Linked DNA regions of Gossypium hirsutum: region 2 is linked to region 1. The links are chromatin contacts, called in public Hi-C maps. All regions are on one chromosome and are shown on one strand. Each heading gives the region's core, a stretch centred on a gene start, on an enhancer-like site or on the middle of the called end of the contact. The rest is flanking DNA. Distances are from core to core; before and after follow the strand shown. Region 1 holds the start of LOC107916810. Region 2 holds the start of LOC107890161.

Region 1 (6,062 bases), core at 1,905-4,404:
ACACTTGACCGAATTTTTCCTAATCTAGCATGGCTTCACATCTATTTGTAACATCCTATAAATCCACATATACCACATTTCTACATAAATTTTCTTTCACTTTTCCACTACTTCCATTCACAACATCAAAAGCACCATACTCTTAGCCTTTACCTCTTCCTAACCATATGCCATCTAAGTACCCCTTTAGGTAGAAAATTAACATATGGGTTGTAATAAGACATTGGCTACTAACTAGATTTTCACAAGAATTTAGTAAAAGTAACATAAATCCTGCCTTAATCAACCCCTTTTGAGTTGGCCGAATGTCTAGAGCATTTCTTCCTTCCTTCTCCTAACTCACGGCAATTGCAAAATAAAAAAGAAAGAAGATGAATACTCCCTCTTCCTTCCTTATTTTATTCATCTTTTCTTTTTAATTCCTTTCTTTAATTTATTTTAATTGTTAACTAATAAAAGAATTGCATTGAAATTCAACCTAGTAGATGGGGCATCATGGCTTGGCCGGCCACTACTTGGGTTTTTGGGCAATTTGACATGCAAACCCAAGTTTCCTCACTTTGTTATTATTTGATCCTTACATATTCCCCTATCATATTTTCTTAAGTTCTCAACTAAGTCAATCACATGAAATTCACATTCATAAGTCTAAATTAAAACATCAAATTTTCACACATGCACTAATACACATAGAGGATATGCAATCAAATTTTAAATAAATTTTGGGACTCGATCTTGTGGCCCCGAAACCACATTCCGACTAGGGTCGAATTAGGACTGTCACAATGAAGATGAGTTCTCTATATAATGTTAAGTCTCTATGTAATGTTAAGTTGGTCTATAATGTCCGCCCATGTGTTATGTAAATTGGTGTATTAAATTTGTCTATGTTCTGTGAATGTCATTGGGCGTATTACGATTAATATGTGAAACTCCTTCTGAAAGGTTTGATATTATCGTAAGAAATAGTGTGTATGGTTTCTATTTACCTTTGGAACTCACTAAAATTGTATGAACTTACTCTGTTATCTTTTCATTCTCAGGTGTGCTGTTTGAAGGAAACCTTTCTATTGAAGGGACTACGCTAGAGCACTACTACTATTGTGGGCTGTCTTTTTTTTCTTGTATCATGCATGACCTTTGGGAGTGGCGTCTAAATGTATTTTTGAAACCAATCTGTATAATGATCTATTATTTTGTTAAGACATTCTTTTTATGAGAATCTTCTTAACTTTCAATGCTTGTATTTGAATTATTATAATTTGTTCACGAACCTATTTATTTGAACTTATCTACCAAATGAATTAAACCCTATTTTAAAACGCCAGTGATGTACATTGAAACCTTTATAAAGTAATAGCCATTACATGTTTTCTACTCTTAAATCTGAAAAGTTTTACAAGCTTCCACTGAATGATTTGTTTAAGAATTACTCTGATTTTAAGTTGTGAGACATCATACTTGGTTTCAATTATCATGCCATGTTTAGTGCGTTACAAATTTTGTTTAGGTTATGAGAGATAATTTAAGAAGAAAAAGTTTAAAAAAGAATTATGTTAGTAATGTGTTATATAGATAAAAAGGAGTAAAAAAATAAGAAATAAAAAAGCAAAAGAGAAATACGTATTTTTATTGATCAATTGAGATGTTTACAATATTTTTTCAAAATTTATATTTATAGACATAAGAAGTATAAATAAAATAAAACTATACTTCTAATGAACATTAAAGTCCTAAAATATATCAAATTTATCTTAATATTGATGAACATTCACTTAAAAATAAAATTATTTATAACACAAATATATATTAAGTTCAAAACCTCCTTATATAGTTTTAATCAAATTTAAAATCTTTAAGCATCTTCATAAAAAAAATCTTTTTAATGAACACATGCATATAATGGATGTCACTAATAAAACAATCCCATTTCATAAAAAAAAAAGTTTTCAAAAAATTCGAGAAAATAAATAATAAACACATAATTTTTCATAAAGGAACATGACTAACCCACCATAGAGATTATCAGTATTTAAGAAAGTTACAAATCGTTTCTCCAAAACTTGCCCTTTATTATTATTATTATTATGATTTATCTAAACCTTTAAATAAGAGGATAATGTGTTTCAATACACTCGAACTCATGTCCTCCTATACGGGCAACAATACTAATACAAATAAAACTAAAACTCAATTGAAAATACTACTAAGGAATTTTATGTATTTTTTAAATTTACTATAATATTTTATTTTTTTAGTATTAACACAACAATGGCACAATATCTAAATATTGAAAATTAAAAATTAAAAATTAAAATAAATTAATATAATATATAAAATTTAAAAGTTCACATTACCTTTGTGTTAACTATTTAATTATTGGTTGAAAAAAAAATCTTAATAAGTGAGTGATCAAATTATAATCTTCTATATGATATTAGACTTGTCCATGAGTCGGGCTACCTAGCCCGATCCGACGGCTTGCTTGAAAAGTGGGAGGATTTGGGTAAAAATATAGGTCAGAAAAATGGGCTTAGACAAAAAATAAGGCCTGTTTAGAAAACAGGCTAAGCTTCGAGTAAGGCTTTTTTGGCCCGAGCCCAGCCCGACCCGACTCGAATATGCAAAAAAAATTGCTATTTTTTTAAAACTTTTTTTTGTTGTTTTTTGTTGTTTTCTTCTTGTTCTTTTTTCACTATTTTGATGCCATTTCATAATTTGTTACCTACTATTTTATAGTTATTATTTGGATATTGTGTAACTCTTGTTTTACTGTTAATTTTGTTACTATTTTAGAGGCATTTGCTTTTTATTATTATTAATTTTGTATATCTCAATGTTATTTAAGTATACATATATATATTTTAATTTGTTGGGAAATATTTATTTTAATATTTTTAATATTTTTGATGTATTATATATATTTTAAAAATTATATAAAAAATTAATACGGCCGAGTCGAATCAGGGTTTTAGCATTTTTTTAAATTAAAGTTAAATAAAATTTTAGACACATTTTTCGAGCCAAGTCGAGCCTAGTAAATGAACCTAAAATTTTTATTGGGCTAACCTGAATGGGCTCATGAATACCTCTATATGATATAGTTGATGGACGAAGATATTATAGTTTTGGGCTCTAAGTTAATCTTTAACCAACACCTATTTATCTGGGCCTAGGTTTAGGTCCCTTTGGAGTTTACTGATTCAGGTCTCTGCAATTGCCTGAGAACAATGAAAGGATCCATCCCATCCTAGTATCCAACCCCGAAACCCTTAATTTGAACATGTTTCGATTCGACTTTCTGCTTCGGTTTCATCATCAGCTAAACTTTCAGACATCCAAATCAACTGAGAAACATAAACTTCTGTTATCATCCTCCACCCGGAAAAGATTTAACCCTTTTGTTACTTAGAACCAATTCTTTTTACCACCAAAAGGAAAACCCAAAGCTTCCTCTATTGGTGCTGCTAATTTTGAAGAGAGTGTCTTTTTGTCTTGATTTTATCGGTTATGCAGATACCTAGATGGCGAAACGTGTTTCTACTGAAGAATTCATTGGTTCCACCTTTCTTATCTTCAAAAGCAACGGCTACTGTTGCAACAACCCACGTTGCTTCGTTTCATTCTACGCCTGTTACCTGTGAAAAATGGAAGAGCAAATGGGATTTTGTGAGTTCGGGGAGAGCTTGGATTTCTATTTTTATTTGAATGGCTGTAGATAGGGTTTCTGAAAGTTCAAATCCTTGAATAGCTCTAATTTGTGGCATTTCTTAGATGAAAGAAATAGTCTTGTTCTCTGAGTGCTATGTAAATTAATCTTTAACTTCAAAATTAAATTGAGAAATTTGAGCTTCAATGTTTCATGCTAAAAGTTTCTGCTTGCTGATTGTTATAGATGCTACCGTTGAGATTTATTCTATATTCATTATGTTTAGCTTCCCATATTGTCTCTTCCTGGTTCTGATCAAAGTACTTCATCTTCTATGTGAATAAGTATGCCTACTTGTTTCCTCCTCTGGCCACCACCAGTTGCATAGAATTGAGCTTCAGATGTTTGTAATGCATGAAAATTTTGGTTTAGTAATTCGTATAAATCTGTATGCATTGCTTTTGATGAGAAAATTTAACAATTAACCATATTTTTGCAGGAGGAAAGAAGAACACAACAACCAATTAAGGTATATAGCTTTGGCAGCCTCTATTTATGTAATTATCTGCCTGCATCTTTTAATCATCTTGGTCCTAGTATATCATATTGGCACGTTTTTAGATTGGTAATTTTCTGAAAACTTAGCAGACCAAATTCCAGTTCGAGTTTGTATGCCGAGGATAACCATGCTTGATTGCTAAAACAGCTATCTTATTCATCGTGGACTGGGAACATTCCTAGCAATCTTTTAGTGCAAATAAAATTCTAATGCATCTCACAAAAGGATTCCCCATGATTAATTTTAATGTTCACATTGACCAGGTGATGGGTGTCTTCTAGTAACTGATTAAGATGTTGCTATTTGTTAATTTCATCCTTCCCAAGTAGCTTTGTTATGAACCTTTTGTCTGCTTCTGGCATTTTACTTCTTACTTTATGTGTTCATAAAAAATGGAAATTTTCTGACATTTCAAATATTAATGCAGAATCACATAAGATATAGAGTACATCAAAGGCGTGCTGACGCAAAGAGTGCTCTAAAAAACCTTCTCTATAATAGTGGTTGCTCAAATGTTTCATTCCAGGTAAACTTTTCTGGACTCCTATTTGGTTTAGAACCTTGATCTTATTCAAGATGTGAACTTCAATATTTTTTATGCACTATTTATGTTATAGTTATGGCATAATTAGATTGCGATAAACTCTATTATTGAAACTCACTCTAAATTGTACGACTCACCTAGTTGTCTGCATCAAAAGTTGACCTAACTTGATTTGACCATAAAAGTTTACAATCCAACCAAAATTGAAATTATCTGAACCTAAAATTGTTGAATTCAGAGATGATCCAGACCTGAATAAACCAAGATCCTAACCTTGTATTAAACTGGTTTTAACTTAAAACTAAACAATTTGAACCTGAAATGACTTGAACTGAGCAAAACCCAATTTTTTTTATGCACTGAAGTTACTTGACCCAAACCCGACTAAACTTGCCTGGTTGACACCAGTAGTTTCGTTCCAATTTTATTTGCTTATTCGGATGTATTAAGGAGTTTTTCAATTAATGGACCAACAGTCTTCCCAGTGCTTTGGAGTTTCAATTGAAAGAATCCAATTTATATAGTTTTATCCAAGTTTGATTTTGGTCATGCTGAAAGTATTAGGACTGTTTAGGTGTCATCTAACCAAATGGACTACAAGTTGGCCGAATTGTAAATGTTTGGACATGTCGATAGTGCAATCTCATGGTAGAAGGTTGGATCCTGAGGACTAATTTATAGATTGAGAATGATGGCACCCGGTTATCTTTTTCTGAAATCTTTGGAGAGAGAGCACCCTAAGAAATACCATCAATTCATGTTTGTTACATGCATATTTCTTCATGTTTGCCAACCAAAGTTTTTTATGCCTCTTTTTCTGCTAATTTTTATTTTTTGGGTATGTTAAACCACAAGGGTGAATAAGAACATGTTAAGTGAAAGGTTTTAGAGAATTATAAGAATATTTGATTTGTTGAAGAGATGAAGGCTCTTGTATAATGGATCACAATGCCGATAATTTCCATTTTAGTTACTGATGTAACTGGCCACTTCAGAGGCAGAATTTTAAATTTGTTTACTGTACTATTTTCCAAAACCTATCTTATCCAAAGATGATAGATTCTATTAAACCATGCAATTGTTCAGTAATTGCACTGCAAAATCAAATGGGTTTTAGCATGGGTTATTGTGACAATTCATCAATAAAATTACTTTTGTATTCAATAAGCAGGATTTATGAATTTTAAAGGATCTTTCCAGCCCCTAGGCAAATTATTTTATTAGGATAGGACCAAGTTTAAATTATTTTCTTTGGAGGAGCCAATAATGCATGAAAGATCTATCTGATCTGCCTACATTGTAGGCTTATA
Region 2 (6,708 bases), core at 2,534-5,033, 610 kb after region 1:
CGCACCTGTATGACATACCCGGGCATTAAATGCGAATCGTAAGGTTTCAATTTGGGTTCCAGAGCAAATTCTCAGGACAAATCCAAGGGAATCCACACTGATAATAGCTACTTCCTATGATAGAGTGCAAAGAAGATGAATAATCATTTTTAAAATCAATAAATTAGCTAACCAAAAAGAAGTAATACTAAATATTAAGGCTAGACAGGTTTCTTATATATAACCATATATAAATTTAGCTTCCTAGATAATAGGGATTAAAGCAGCCACCCTTTTTTTTTAAAGAAAAAAGTTTTAAGACCTATATGCTTCAGAACCTAAAAAGTTTTGCACAGCTTAGAGTAGACTTAGCAAAGTATAAACTTTTACACATCCGATGATTTTTTGACCTTTTACCTCGACTTGAATACCCTTGCATCTCCAACAGAGTGATTTGAGTGCTTGTGTGGTTTTTTCTCCACCAGCTTTCAGGCGAGATATAATTTTGGCAGCCGAGTGTGCAATAGCATCAGGTTGAGCCTGCTTGAAGTCTTCTAATTCAACATCTGTCTGGACATGCAGAAAAAATCAATTATTCTCCAGCAATCTCATACGGTGGGAGAACAGGAAAGAAAAAATAAAGTCAATATTACTCTAATAGCAATAGCAAAGACAGGTAATAGGTGGTAGTTGATGGAACAGCTACTATGGCTATAATCTGTATTGTGTCATAGAAAACCCTTAGACATTGCCAAAAAGGCAATAGGCCTATATCATCTTAACTAAAAATTTGTTGACAAAATGCCGGACTTAGTAGCACTCAAGTAATTTCATGACTGTAGCTAATACCTCACACACATAAAATAGATATCCACAAGATAATCAAATCAAATTTACATGAGAAAAGGAATGAAAATCAGGGAACGTGAAAGCCTCTTACAGACCTGATGTCCATGTGCTGTAATTAGCTGAATTTTAATCATCTCTAATTTGTAAAATGAAGACCCATTTGTTGAGATCTCATTTTTCCCTGATCTTTCAGATGATGTACTCTTTCTTGATAACTCTGATTCATTTCCATAACCATTAATTATGCCAAGATCTTCTACTTTGTCTCCCACAACTTTCTCAGCCTGATTTGTGTCAGAACCATGAGACTGATTGGTAGACATGTGCTTCTGAATTTCAGAATGTTCTTCAGTGAGGGCAGGCCTTAGAAGGCCTTGGATAGCTAAACCGTCCGAAGGTTGTTCCATCCAGTCTACAGGATCATCTGAAGCTGCCTACAAAACATAAGTAAGAGAAAATCATTGTGAAAATGCCGTTGAAACAAACCATGCATAAAGATATCATCTTTGTAAATATGGACTCAACAAGGGCGTAAGGTGCTTAAACTCAAACTTAATACATATTAGTACATGCTATATAGCTAACTTGAATTTTACTTCATGTTCTCTTCCTAGCACTGCTTCCTCGCTAGTTTTATTTCAGTATCTGACATAGAGTGTCATTACCTCAGTCAACTTTTTGGCAAAGTACATAGGATGGGATGAACGCATAGTATCCAATTTTGCCCAGTCCCCAAGAGTCCCATCAGAGTCATCTTGATCAGCTTCATCTTCAAGAGCAGCAACCCACTCCTACAAACAATAAATTAATATATATTATATATATATATATAGCAAACAGGTTAATGAAAGTATCTCATAAAAAACGCTAGGTTCATGCATCATATTCGAAAGGAAGCGGGAGAAAAAGGAAAAAGGTCAAACCTCATCATAATCATCATCATCATCATCATCATCATCATCATCATCATCATCCTCATCCTCATCTTCATCTTCAATATCAATATCTTCATTGTCAATTTCCTCAATTCCAAAATCAACTTCTGATGGACCTGATAATTCGATTTCCTTCATGATTTCCGTAGTGTCAAATCCTATAATGACTTGCTGCATTATACAAACTAAATAAGCTTTAAGGAACACAGTAGCAAATAAGAGGACTCTTTGTAGACCTTTTCTCATATTCGATAGCAACTCAACTCAAATGAAGCCCATTTGCAGGATAGAATGATGCAGTCATTAAAATGTCAAATCAATAAATGCAAAGTGCAAAACATATTTCAAGAAATCTCAGTTATGAAAGGGTTACATGGACAAACACGTCAAACTAGAAAGGTGAAAACTACATGCAAGATCTAAGCACCATCTTGAGACATGCATGCAGGTAACAGGTTAGCAAAATTTTCAGAAAGAAATGCGCTGCATACCACAAAGTTATTTTCTACAGTAAGACTTTGCAAAATATCTTCATCGCTTTTCACTTGCAAGTATACATCTGCAAGGCATCAGAGGAAAATTTCAATTTGCTTACTGAGGCAGCTAGGCTTAAATACTTCAGACCGGAACAGTCAACTTACTTCCATGCTCATCGGTTGCATAAGGCAAGTCTGGCCACATAATATTTTCATGAACTTCATCATTGATCATCCCTGTAAACATAACCGTTGCTTTACTATTCACCTGAAAATGGCATGCTACAGCCTACGTTAGCCAAACAAACAGATTGAGAAGCAGGAATTGAAGCATAAGAGTACATCTTCCAAGTGTTAACCAAACCAAATTGCAGAAAAGACATCTAAATTACTTTTCTTCAACAATAACAGAAAAGAATACCATGTTCAAACATATTCATTACATTAAAGCCATTCCTATGGATGTTGATTCAGTAATGAACAATAAATGCGATACCTCAATGATTGTCCTAGAGGTTTCTGCAGCTGTGAGTGTAGCATCATTGCTCTTTTTAGATGTAGCTTCACCAATATCCTCAAACGGATGGTAATGCGACCTTCCATTATGCTTTGCAGGATCGGATGCTGAGCCTAAATGCTCGGTAGTTGCCGGAATGTTATTCTTTACGAGGGTCCTTCTCGAAAGGGAAGCTCTATTTACTCTTCGAAATCCTTTCCTGCAAACAACTCTAGCCTTAACAATCATAACTACTACTCTTTATCTGCAGAACATATTACAAAAAGAAAAAAAAAATCCCCCCAAAAAAAGTTCCCCCTTTTAGGATTAGACTTGAACCAATTTATGATATTTTATTGATAATTCACCATTCCATATTTCTTTTCTTTTGGAGTCTAAAAATAAGCTAGTAAGATAAAATTTAAATTCAGAAGAGAAAAAGAAAAACCCCGAAAGATAACAACTAGCAAAAGGAAAATATGAATTGAACATAATACCAAGTTATGCCAAAGCCGCCATGGCTAAACAGCCGGCGGCAGGAGACGTGGCAACTAGTAACCTCACCGGAGCTGCACATAGGACGATAATCTACTCAAACAGTACATGCACAATATATACCAAAAAAAGGAAGTTAAGTCTCAATTTGGCAGCCGTGAAAATGCAAGAAAATTTTAAAATAAAAAACTAAACATATAGCCGATCGTTGCAGCACAGTGAAGTTGAACTGCATCTGTAATTCAGCTTTTTTTAGAAGTTGTTTATGATATTCGAAAATGTAAAAGAGAGAAGGAGAAGGATAGGGAGGAGCTACTGTGCAAGGCGGAGGAGGAGCAGAAATTGGTTGCGGCGGGAAATCGGACGGCCATAGCTGATTCAATCATCAACATCATTTAAAAAAAATTAAGGAAAAAAAAAAGACAGAAAATTAATTAGGCTGGTTTGGTGATGCATAAAGCGTCCATTCTCTTCGAAGAGCTAACCTGAGAAGATGAGGTATATGGGTAGAGTTCGTCTGCGGCGACTGAGATATTGTATTGCCTGCAACCGTACACGTTGTCGAATATAACTGGATATAAATTCTAAATAATGTTATGCGGGAGGGAAAAAAAAAGGTTAAAATATGCTATTAGTCCTTATATTTTGACAAAATTCGATATTTAAGTTAAATATTTAGTTTTTTACTCTAATTATGATTGTTGTTGGTAATTTTTATCAAAATTTATTAATTTAATATATTTAATTTTTTTGTCAGTCATATACAACTTCATATGAGGATATTTACTCAAAATACTAAGTTAACAATTTTTTTGGGAAAACTAAAGATAACTTAATAATAAGACTAGATTTTTAAATTAATTTTTTTATAAAAATTAAATTTTTTATTTTTTAAATATAACAACTAAATTTTAAATTTTATTAGAGTAAAAATATTAACAATATATTTTGACAAAAAAATAAATAAGCCTATTTATTTATTTAAGTTAAAATGTGTGTATGTCTAAACTTGCTCATGGGCCGAGTCACTCAGTCCCAAAGCCCTGCTCGAAAAGTGGGAGGGTTTGGATAAAAAGATAAACTCGAAAAATGGACTTGGGAAAAAAAGAGACCCGTTTAGAAAATTGGTAGAGCCTCGAGTAAGGCTTTTTTGGCCCAAACTTGACTCGACTATGCAAAAAAAAATGTTGTTTTTTACTATTTCGTTTCTATTTTCTTGTTTTTTTTTCACTATTTGTTATTATTTTACTATTATGTTGCTATTTTCTTGTTATTTTTTGAATATTGTATAACTCAGTATTTACTTATTAAGTTGCACCTATCTTGATATTATTTAAGTATAAATATTTTTTTAATTTTTTTTCAATTTGTTCAGAAACATTTATTTTAATATTTTTAGTATTTTTGATGTGTTATATATTTTTTAAAAAATTATATAAAAATAATAATATAAAAAAATTAATATAGCAAGTCAAACTCAAGTTTTAGCATTTTTATCCAAATCAAGCTTGGATAAAATTTTAGGCCCATTTTTCGGGTGAAGCCTAACTCGAGCCTAAAGTTCCGGTTGGACCTAGCTTGAATCCAGCCTGGCCCATAGACACCTCTACCTATGCCCATGTATTTTTTAAAAATTAAGAATTTAGTCCTTTTACTTTTCAGATTTCAATATTCAGGCGTAATTGTTTACACTTTTTTTTTGTTAAATTCATGTTAATTATAATATATTTTTTAAATTTAGGTTATTATAACAAAAAATTTAACAGTATTAGTTAGGGGTGAGCAAAACTCGATTCGATTAAAAAAACAAAAAAATCAAATTTCGAGTTAAACAAATCGAGTTATTCGAATCAATTTGATTTTCTTTTTCGAATTTCGAATTCGAATCAAGTTGAGTTTTCAAATTCGAATAACTCGAATAATTCGAATAAACGAAATATGAAACTATAATATTTTACATTTTTACCCTAAACTCCCAAAACTTTTACTCCTTCCCATTTTCCCACCAAAACTTTTACTCCCCTCCCATCCCAACCCCCCATCTTCCCAAAATCCATTTCCCACTAAAATTTTACTCTTTCATTTACTTTTTCTCAAAATTTTACTCCCAAAAACCCTCAAAACTTTTTATTTTCCCCTAAAATTTTTACTCTCTCCCATTTACCCCCTAAAACTTTTACTCCCTTCCCATACCACCCCCATTTACCCCAAACCCATCCACCCTCCCCAATTTTTTTTAATGTTTTTTCTCCAAAATTTTACTACCCTATTTACTTTCCCTCAAACTTTTACTTCCCAAAACTTTTTATTTTCCCCCTAAACTTTTACTTCTCACCCTTTACTCTTAAATAAAAAATCAAAATTATCCAAAAAAGAAAATTCCTAAATATAAATAGTAATAATTTTATTTATATCTACTATTTATATTATTAAATTAAATTTCACATTTTATATTATTTATATTATTAAATTGTTTAGTATTCGTGTTAAAATTTTATATTGGTATCAATTTCACATTTTATCTTTAAAATAACTTTTTATTAAAAAATCACATTTTACATTTAATATATTTTTTAATTCTAAAATACATAGTGACAAGAATATGAAGATAATTGAAATAACCAAGCAAACAAAAAAATAACTCGTATATAAAAGATTAATAAATAAATTATAAGGTGATGAAAGTTAATAAAAAAATTGATTACGGTAGACAAATTTTATTACGGTAGGTGATAGTGGTTATAAGGACCCAAAATTATTTTTTAAAATTTAACTCAAACAAATATATTTGATTCGATTCGATTCGAATTCCATCTTACTTGACTCGATTCGAGAAAATTTCAAATCAAATTAGAATGATAAAATATGATTCGTCAACTTGATTAACTCGAAATTTTTTCATTCGATTCGACCAAATGCTCACCCCCTAGTATTAATAATGAGTTGAACTTGAATTTTGAAATATCAACAGCAACTAAATTCCTAGAAATATAAGGACAGGGACTAAGTTTCTAAAATTTGAAAAGTACAGGACTATAGACAGATTTTAACCATTTATTTATTCTTATTGTTTGGGCAATTAGGAAATAAGAAGAAACGGGGAAAAAGCCGAAACCAAGGGAAAAAAGGAAAGAAAAAATCTTCCATCTACAACGCTGAAGCAAACTCTCGAGACTCAACCTTGAAATTTGCTGTTTCTTAAACCCTCAAGAAATAACCGGTATTCCTCTTTCAGTTTCTGTCTCGTTTAAGCAATTGCGTTTGGTTGCTGAGAAAATGCTGGAATATATAAGTTTAAGCATTTCTTTTAAGATTTTCTTGAAGCAATAAAATTGTTTAGTGGATGGCAACCACAATTAATCAAAATTTCTTTCTTTTTTTCCTTTTGGTTTTGCATTATATCAGGATGCTTTGTTGTGGATATGCTCTGCCACTCGTTACTAAAAGATTGGAATCAGTGAAAATTAACCAGAGACCT

The links. A called contact is a pair of places that touch in the nucleus more often than the background predicts.
Region 2: a contact with region 1 is called in a Hi-C map of leaf, with 3 times the contacts expected there. The contact joins the promoter of LOC107890161 here to the promoter of LOC107916810 in region 1. A contact is called at or near these places in 7 of 34 Hi-C or Micro-C datasets (callus, hypocotyl and leaf).

Annotation. Positions count from the first base shown.
Region 1 is chrA11:75,461,187-75,467,248 of Gossypium_hirsutum_v2.1, forward strand. LOC107916810 reads left to right here and starts at 3,155. Exons shown (of 7, transcript XM_016846185.2): 1 at 3,155-3,669; 2 at 4,149-4,178; 3 at 4,636-4,734. The coding sequence starts at 3,511.
Region 2 is chrA11:76,074,258-76,080,965 of Gossypium_hirsutum_v2.1, forward strand. It overlaps LOC107890161, which reads right to left and starts at 3,784. Exons shown (of 12, transcript XM_016814663.2): 1 at 3,716-3,784; 2 at 3,547-3,603; 3 at 3,233-3,323; 4 at 2,736-2,955; 5 at 2,405-2,528; 6 at 2,255-2,322; 7 at 1,752-1,934; 8 at 1,494-1,619; 9 at 924-1,262; 10 at 397-549; 11 at 19-114. The coding sequence starts at 3,601. LOC107890171 (pentatricopeptide repeat-containing protein At4g21190) reads left to right here and starts at 6,312. Exons shown (of 6, transcript XM_016814670.2): 1 at 6,312-6,450; 2 at 6,636-6,708. The coding sequence starts at 6,637.